2 separate regions of the Mus musculus genome follow, and region 1 is linked to region 2. A link is a contact called in public promoter capture Hi-C data. All regions are on one chromosome and are shown on one strand. Each heading gives the region's core, a stretch centred on a gene start, on an enhancer-like site or on the middle of the called end of the contact. The rest is flanking DNA. Distances are from core to core; before and after follow the strand shown. Region 1 holds the start of Jtb (jumping translocation breakpoint). Region 2 holds the start of Scamp3 (secretory carrier membrane protein 3).

Region 1 (4,009 bases), core at 657-3,156, 1.1 Mb after region 2:
CCTTCCAACAAGGTTTCTCTGTGCAGCTCTTGGCTGTCTTGGAATTTGCTCTGTAGAGGAGGCTGGCCTTGAACTCAGAGATCCACTTGCCTCTGCCTTCCAAATGCTGGAATTAAAGGAATGTGCCACTAACGCTAGGCTCTAGATAAACTTTGGCACATTTGGTCTACCTCAAATCTGGAATTATTTATTTCTTTTTACTTCATTGATTTACTTAGTTTTTGAGATAGGGTCTTGTTTACTCTGGAGTCGACATGTAGGAGGCAAAGGCAGAGCTGCTACAGGCTGAAGGGCAACCAGTGCTCCACATTAAGACCCTGCCTTAAATTCAAGCAGCAAAAAGACAGTGACCCCCAAGGAAAATACCAGCTTCTTGTTTTGTTTTTCTAAACATGGTTTCTCTGATTAGCCCTAGTGGTCCTGGAACTTACTCTGTAAACCAGGCTGGCATCAAACTCAAAGATCTACCTGCCTCTGCCCCCTGAGTGCTGGCATTCAAGGGCTGTGCCACCATGCCCAGCAAGATTAACATCTTAGTCACATCCCAGGGAAGAATTTTTTTATTAAAAAAATTATTTCGCCGGGCAGTGGTGGCGCATGCCTTTAATCCCAGCACTTGGGAGGTAGAGACAGGTGGATTTCTGAGTTCGAGGCCAGCCTGGTCTACAAAGTGAGTTCCAGGACAGCCAGGACTACACAGAGAAACCCTGTCTCAAAAAAAAAAAAAAAATTATTTCGTGTGTGTGTGTGTGTGTGTGTTTGTGTGTGTGCTTTGGTGTACATCCTGTGCATGTCTGGTACCGGTGGTGTCCAAAAGAGAGTGTGTAACCTCCTGCAACTAACTGTAGGTTTGAGTCCCTGTGGGCGCTGGGAATCAAACCTGGATCCTCTGGAAGACCATCTAGACTCTTAACTACTGAGCCACCTCTTCAGAAGAACAGATTTTTTTCTCTCTCTCTTTCTTCTTTCTTTCTTTTTTTTTTCTTTCTTCCTTCCTTTGTTTCTTTCTGGACAGAAATTCAATTCTGTCATCATCTAATTCTGGCTGGCCTGAAACTTGCTATGTTTTCAAGGCTGGTCTCAAACTCTACCTACCTCCTGAGTACTAGGACTAAAGGCTTGAGCCACCACACCACCAATCGAGTCGCTGACAAGCTCCTAAATCTAATTCCAATAATACTTTCAATTTAAAATCTCTACGCTCTAATCAGGTAAAGAGGTGACAGGCCTTTAATCCCAGCTCTTGGGTCTTGAAGCCAGCTTGGTCTACAAAACAAGTTCCAGGAGAGAACTACACAGAGAAACCCTTCCTCAAAATAATAACAACAACAACAGCAACATAAAATTAAAAAATATAAGTATCAACCAACCAACCAAATAAATATTAAAAATCTGTGCTCTTAGCCTTGAGATCATTTCCTTATTTGTAGGAGCAAGGACGAGGTGAGAACTACTGAGGTTTTTCAAAGGAATAGCTCTGTGAAGCAGTTTCACACTCACAGAAGGGGAAACAGACACCGTTCATTTGCGTAGAGTCGGGTGGGAGTCCAGGGACAAGAGCAAGTTTCAAATGCGATGCAGTTTCTCTTCCCATCAGATTTCCGGAACCCAAGGTGTCAAGGATGGCCAGGGTGTTAAACCAGAAATGGGGAGGGTGTCACCTAATGGTGAGCCCAAAGTTTTGATGAAGGACCCAAGTACAGACAGAGCGGCATTTGGCCCCTTTTTATTCCTCCCGGCTCTCCTGGTTCTAAACAGACAAGCAGCTGTGTTATCAGGGAGAAGCGAACCCAGAACAAATGAGATCGCCTCTACCACCGGTCCCGCCGGCTCTGCAAACACTACAAGGACCACACTGCCGCGCGGCGCCCAGCTGAAGAGTCGCGTGATCCTGCGCAAACGCAGTGAGATGCAGTTGCCACCGAGTCCGGAACGACAACAGCAGCAAACAGACGAGAGCACCCGGGAAGAGTCGGCGTCGCCAGTGCCGGGACCAGGAGCCTCCGCGAGCAAGATGGCCGCTCCCGAGACCGAGGCCGAGGGGCACGGGCACTAGGTCCGGACCCGCGTACCCCTTTCCCGGACGCCTGCGTCCCCACAAAGACCTCGTGCTTCTAGCAAGACACCCGCATGGATTATTCTCGCTGTGGTCACGAGGCCGTTCCTATAGCGCTCTAGTTGGCCCAGACTGAGAACTCTGGCATCTGGCTGCTCGGAGCTGGAACCTCAGGGAGGTCTGCTGCAACAGGTGCGACCCTGACCGCTCCATGCTCGCGGGCGCGGGGAGGCGTGGCCTCCCCCGGGCCGGCCACCTCTGTTGGCTGCTGTGCGCTTTCACCTTAAAACTCTGGTAAGTGGGTACTGGGGAGAGGAAAGGAGATCGCAGGCGAACCCCATAGTCTACGCCCCAGAAACCAGGACACCTCATCCACAGACGTCCAAAGTGGGTATGCGCTGTCTTCTGCGAGCTCACTGTTGTTCTTACCCCCTTCCCCTTCCTGCAGCGAGGCAGAGGCTCCGGTGCGCGAGGAGAAGCTATCAGGTGGGTGATTGCCCGAGAACCCTGTACCTCTATGGCTTGTTTCTAATGTCTTTTTAGTATACCCAGAACACAGAAAAATAAGGTGCCACATGGAATGAGGGCAAGCACTGTGTTGGGAAGCTAGATGGGCAGAGCCTTTGAGAGAAATGTTTTTTGAATGGTCTTCGGCTGGCCGTTTTTCTCTCTCTCCTTTTAGTGAGCACTTCAACTTCGCCATGTTGGTTGGCAGAAGAGTTTGTGGTGACTGAAGAGTGTACTCCGTGTTCTAACTTCCAGATTGTGAGTATTTGGGTTGTTTGTTTGTTGTTTTGGTAAGCATTCCATTAATGGCTGGGCAGTGGTGGTGCACACCTTTATTCCCAGCACTTGGGAGGCAGAGGCAGGAGGATTTCTGAGTTCGAGGCCATCCTAGTCTACAGAGTGAGTTCCAGGACAGCCAGGGAGGGCTACATAGAGAAACCCTTTCTCGAAAAACCAAACCAAACCAAACCAAACCAAACCAAAAGCATGCCATTAATGTGTCTTTCTTCCTTTCTTCCCAGACTCTTAGGTTATGCTCAAATCATTTTTTTTTTTTTGGTCTGTTTCATTTTATGTATATAGGTATTTTGCCTGCTTGCATATGTATTTGGGGTGGGAGAGATGCCCTAAAAATCCAGAAGAGGTCATCAGATCTCCTAGAATCAGAGTTAGAAAAGATTGAGTTCCAATGTGGGTGCTGGGAATGGAACCCTGTTCTCTCTAAGAGCAACCAGCAACCAGTGTTCTTCACCACCGAGCCATATCTCCAGCCCTCATTTTATTTATTTATTTTATTTTGAGACAGTGTCTCACTATGTAGCACTGTCTGGTCTGGAACAACTCACCATGTAGGCCAGGCTGGTTTTGAACATTGTATTCGTTTTCTGTGGGTCATGTGCCACAGAAGTCAGAGGACAACTTTCTCTCTTCCCACCACATAGATGCAATTTGCTAATCTTCACTACAGATATCTTTACCCACAGAGGCATCTCAGCAGCCCTCAAACTTGAACTTAATTTCCCTCTGAAAATAGGCCTTTTCCACACTGATGGCAGTGTCCTGCTCTGTTCATAAATTTTTTTAATTTATTTTTTTAATTAGGTATTTTCTTCATTTACATTTCAAATGCTATCCCAAAAGTCCCCCAGACCCTCTCCACCTCCCCCCCACCCCCCTACCCACCCACTCCCACTTCTTGGCCCTGGCGTTCCCCTGTACTGGGGCATATAAAGTTTGCAAGACCAAGGGGCCTCTCTTCCCAATGATGGCCGACTAGGCCATCTTCTGATACATATGCAGCTAGAGACACGAGCCCCGGGGGGACTGGTTAGTTCATATTGTTGTTCTACCTATAGGGTTGCAGACCCCTGTAGCTCCTTGGGTACTTTCTCTAGCTCCTCCATTGGGGGCCCTGTGTTCCATCCAGTAGCTGACTGTGAACATCCA
Region 2 (4,715 bases), core at 2,026-4,525:
TTAGTATTCAGTACGGGGTCAGTTGCTGGCAGTTAGTTCTAGCCACCTGGATCAAGCCTGATCTAGCCTTCTCCCCTGCAGTCCTCCATGATAACAAGTTGACACATACGGACCTCAAACCTGAAAATATTCTGTTTGTGAATTCAGACTACGAACTCACCTACAACCTAGAGAAGGTAAGATGGACAGGATCTGCCCTCTGTCCAGAGGGGCAGACCTCTGGACCACTTGGCTTTTGGTTCTTGTGTTTCCCTTTTACTATTTCCTCCTGTCTGGCTCCAGCTGGGTAGAAGCAGTGTACCACAATGATAAGTCAAAAGGGAACCATTTAAGAAGACTGAAATTGAAAGACAGTTTGGAAAGTGTCCACCCTCCCTTTCTGAGATGTGCATTTCTGTGTGGCAGGAAAACTGATTGCTTGACTGCTGGAGGTATCAGCACTAAAGGTCTTCTTCACCCTTTGCTACACAGGACATATTTTCAGATAGCACACCAGACACTTGCCTCTAGTGGTCTGGTACTTTGAGACTTCCACATTATTCCATACCATTTCTTAGTCTTATTCCTTTCCTGCTCTTAAAACGCTACTGTGAGAGCTAGGTGTGGTGGCATATGCCTGTATCCCAGCACTTGGGAGGCTCTGAGGTAGGATTGCTGCAGGTTCAAAGCCTGCCTGGGATACATAAGGAGATCCTGCTTTAAACAACAAAATACTAGGAGCCTAGTTTTTCTGGGTATAAGGGAACAGGCTACCCTTTCCAGACTCTGAAGTAGCTTAGTGTCTGAGCCCCAGTGTGATGGAGAGTCATCCCATCTGCTTTGTTCCTAGAAGCGAGATGAGCGCAGTGTAAAGAGCACAGCCGTGCGGGTGGTGGACTTCGGCAGTGCCACCTTTGACCACGAACACCATAGCACCATTGTCTCCACTCGCCATTACCGAGCCCCCGAGGTCATCCTGGGTAAGGGAGCTCAGGGCTGCCCAGGGTGTGGGATGTGGGGGGGCATATCCTAGGCATCTTAGTCCTCTTCCTCCTCACTACAGAGTTGGGCTGGTCACAGCCATGCGATGTATGGAGCATAGGCTGCATCATCTTTGAGTACTACGTTGGCTTCACCCTCTTCCAGGTAAATGGTGGATAATCCCAGGCTGCTGGGTTTCTTGGTCTGCAGAGGACATTCCTGCTCAGTCCTCTGTCTATATGGCATATTGTCTATATGGCAACTAGTCTCCAGCGCTCCTTGCTGTGTCCTATGCTCTGCTCTCTTTGTTTCTCAGACCCATGACAACAGAGAGCATCTAGCCATGATGGAAAGGATCCTGGGTCCTGTCCCTTCTCGGATGATCAGAAAGACAAGGTGACTCTCACGCGGGAGGCACTAGAGCGTCTCTCCTCGTGGAATTTGTCTGTTAGGCATCATTTTCTTGTTTTCATTGACATCTCCCTAGCCCCCACTTACTTGGGTAAACAAGGGAAAGGGTTTTATAGAAATGGAGCCTTCTGATGCACAAACCTCCCCTTCCCCTCCAGAAAACAGAAATATTTTTATCGGGGTCGCCTGGATTGGGATGAGAACACCTCAGCCGGGCGCTACGTTCGTGAGAACTGCAAACCTCTGCGGGTGAGCCTGGCCAGGGAGAAGTACTGTCCACCATCTAAAGGTTGCTTCTTTCTTCGGGTGGTTGGTCCCTGGAGTGCATTTTCTAAGTGGAGGTTAGGGCAGGAGGGGGAGGAACATTGAAAGAAGATAATTTGGTCAACGGTGGACAGAGGAGATCGAGGGTTCACAGATAACCTCATCTATAGACAACCAGAGGAAAGCAGACAGAAAAGAATAAACTACCTTTGAAAAGCTTACACTTTACACTTTAATGTGGAGCTAAGGAAGAGTCATGAGGTTGACAAGTATATACAAGTAAAACAGAATATTAAGGATTAATTGTGCTAGTGGGAAGGTAGGTTGAGCTGTAATATCAGAAATATTATGACCACATAATGTTGTGATAAGGTAGCTTTCAAATTCCATGCAAGCCGAACTTTGGTTCTTTTTCTAAAGAGCAAAAGTGGGGCTTTAGAGGAAGCAGGGAGTCGTAGGTGACACAGGCCTGCAATCCCAGCACTCGAGAGGCTCTTGTGAGGCCGAGGCAGGTGTTCCAAGTCAGCTGCAGTGCGTAGCTCCAGAACAGCCTCGACTGCACAGTGAGACCCTGTCTTGAAAAGGAAAGAAAGAGAATGAAGTTTGTAAGGCATTGCCTTACCTTCTTCCTGCCCTCCACCAGCGGTATCTGACCTCAGAGGCAGAGGACCACCACCAGCTCTTCGATCTGATTGAAAATATGCTAGAGTATGAGCCTGCTAAGCGGCTGACCTTAGGTGAAGCCCTTCAGCATCCTTTCTTCGCCTGCCTTCGGACTGAGCCACCCAACACCAAGTTGTGGGACTCCAGTCGGGATATCAGTCGGTGACAATTAGGCTTTGGGCCCCCTGCTCCTTGTGTAGCAGTGGGTGTCCAATCCAGGACACTGGTGCTTTTTTATACAAAAGAACAGAGGCAGAACTTGCCCTCTCTCCAGCCCCTGGCTCCTTTGTACCTGTGAATATGTGGAATAGTGTAAATATGACAGAACTTGTACCTATCGATTCAACCCCTGACATGTATATACTACTATTTACACTCTCCCAACCTCATCTGCCCCTCATGTGGAGGTGGATGGGGGGCAGAATGACGTAACCAGGTGGTGTCTACCCCATGTTTTATAAGGGATTTTGTACAGTCTTTGTGAAATAAAATGACATGCTTCATCTGACCCCCCCCAATCCCTGGAATTTGAGGTTCGAGGGTACTGGGGTGAAGGAGTGAAATAATTGGTAGCCATCTGAATTTGGGTATAAAGGCCTCTTTGTCCTGCCAACTTAGAGTCACTTATATGCACTTTGTATTCTGAGGTAGTAAAAATTAAAGTAGATGCAATCAGGTAGAACTTGTGTGATCTAGAGTAGTGAATGTCAGGAAATAGCTTTGGCCCTGTAAATAAATGGATAGTGACAGTAGCCTTGAAGTTATGCCCTTCAATAGATCCAGAAACCCGTGAAGAAAACTGAGCTTCCCGCCACTAACCTGTGCGCAAAGATACCTTCTGAGCTGCTTAACATGAAGCTACCTGGGATATGTAGTTCATGCCTGCTAGGAAGTCACGTGGAGGAAGTGTGACTCTGGGCTGCGGAGACTGGCTTAGGGATATCACGTGCGGTACTTCCCGCTTTTGGGTTTTTTTTTCCTCCCCCCCCCCCAACTGAGGCGCAGGCGCAGTCCACTGCTGCTGCGGGAATCTTCGCGACTCTTCCGGTTGTTTCAACCAATTGGAGCACAGGGAAGCGAGTGGACCAAGCACACCGGAGGGAGTTCTTTGGGCCGCCACCGCCGTACTGCCGGGGCAGGGGCGTGTAGGGCAGGGGCGGCCGGGTTCACTTGCAAACATGGCTCAGAGCAGAGACACCGGGAATCCATTCCCCGACTCCGGCGAGCTTGACAATCCCTTTCAGGTGATTTGCGCCGGCCTTCTTTGGCCAGTCTGCATACTGTTCTGTGGGGTCGGAATGCTATTCCCATTTGTGACTTTTGACCCAGGGTAGAAGTGTCGCTATGTGAAGGTGGCGGTAGCTCGAGACCAGTGAACATGGGGAGCTAAAGGGTTGCGGGCTCTGCCCCTTTAATGAGCGGGTTCTAGCTATGTAGAGTGATAGACTTGAAGGCAAATGTTGGGAACAACGGCGTGGCACCAAAGGCTCAGTACTTGGAACCACGAGCAGTTTCGGGAAGTTCCTAGGAATTCCTTTGACACCGATTGCCCGCTGAGCCCCGTCTCTGCTCTCAGGACCCAGCTGTGATCCAGCACCGACCCAGCCAGCAGTATGCCACGCTGGACGTCTACAACCCCTTTGAGAACCGAGAGGTGAGCAATTAGAGGGAGCACAGAAGAGCAGGGAAAGCCGAGTGTACCATGAGCTCTGTCTGAGCATCCTGGGGACTTTGTTAATGCAACCAAATGATGAAGTGGTGTGCTTTTAGCTTCCCGAGAGACGTTAGCCAAGCCAAACCTAATCTCGGACAAAAGGGTCATCTAGTTTTGAGTTAAAGAAGTCGGTCCAGGGAAGACTTGTTTGAAGAGCATCAAGGTTGGGGCTAGTCATAGTTGAGAAACCCGTGCGATCAGAGGGCATATGAGGAGGGCAGTAAAAGAAAGTAAGGGTGTGGGGGAGCTGTGGGGATGTAGCTCAGTTGGTCGAGTGTTGCCTACCAAGTGCACTACCCTAGCCCTCAGCACTACATGAACCCAGTATGGTGGCCCGAGTATATAATCCTAGCATTTGAGAGGTAGAGGCAGGTGTATAAGAAGTCACCCTTAGCTAGTAACAAGTTGGAGACCATGATGGCATGTGAGACCCTGCCTCAAAAAACAAAGAGTCAGATGGATTAATGGGTAAAGGCTCAGTTTGCAGCCTAGACTAAAACCTGACTTCAGCCAGTCCCCCAAGAAGGTGATGAAGGCGAGAACAAACTCCTATAAGTTGTCATGTGACCTCCATGTGCATACCATGAGAGAGTGTACACACACACATGAACTCACACACAATAGGTAAATGTAATTTTAAAAATTAGAAAAGTTAGATGTGGATAATTGCTGATGGCATTGGATGTAAGAGGCTGCACAGGAC

What was found. Capture Hi-C pulls out chosen DNA fragments and counts their contacts.
Region 1: a contact with region 2 is called in a promoter capture Hi-C map of adipose tissue, with 2.2 times the contacts expected there. The contact joins the promoter of Jtb here to the promoter of Scamp3 in region 2. A contact is called at or near these places in 2 of 39 promoter capture datasets (cranial neural crest and erythroid cells), 1 of 115 datasets of contacts at active chromatin or transcription factors (pancreatic cancer cells) and 1 of 9 other capture datasets (adipose tissue).

Annotation. Positions count from the first base shown.
Region 1 is chr3:90,229,691-90,233,699 of GRCm38.p6, forward strand. Jtb (jumping translocation breakpoint) reads left to right here and starts at 1,907. Exons shown (of 5, transcript NM_206924.2): 1 at 1,907-2,350; 2 at 2,505-2,542; 3 at 2,739-2,821. The coding sequence starts at 2,268.
Region 2 is chr3:89,174,116-89,178,830 of GRCm38.p6, forward strand. Scamp3 (secretory carrier membrane protein 3) reads left to right here and starts at 3,276. Exons shown (of 9, transcript NM_011886.3): 1 at 3,276-3,542; 2 at 3,875-3,952. The coding sequence starts at 3,477. It overlaps Gm45927 (predicted gene, 45927), which reads left to right. Exons shown (of 19, transcript NM_001310017.1): 7 at 82-176; 8 at 830-959; 9 at 1,043-1,125; 10 at 1,277-1,356; 11 at 1,530-1,620; 12 at 3,875-3,952. It overlaps Clk2 (CDC-like kinase 2), which reads left to right. Exons shown (of 13, transcript NM_007712.4): 8 at 82-176; 9 at 830-959; 10 at 1,043-1,125; 11 at 1,277-1,356; 12 at 1,530-1,620; 13 at 2,279-2,972. The coding sequence ends at 2,464.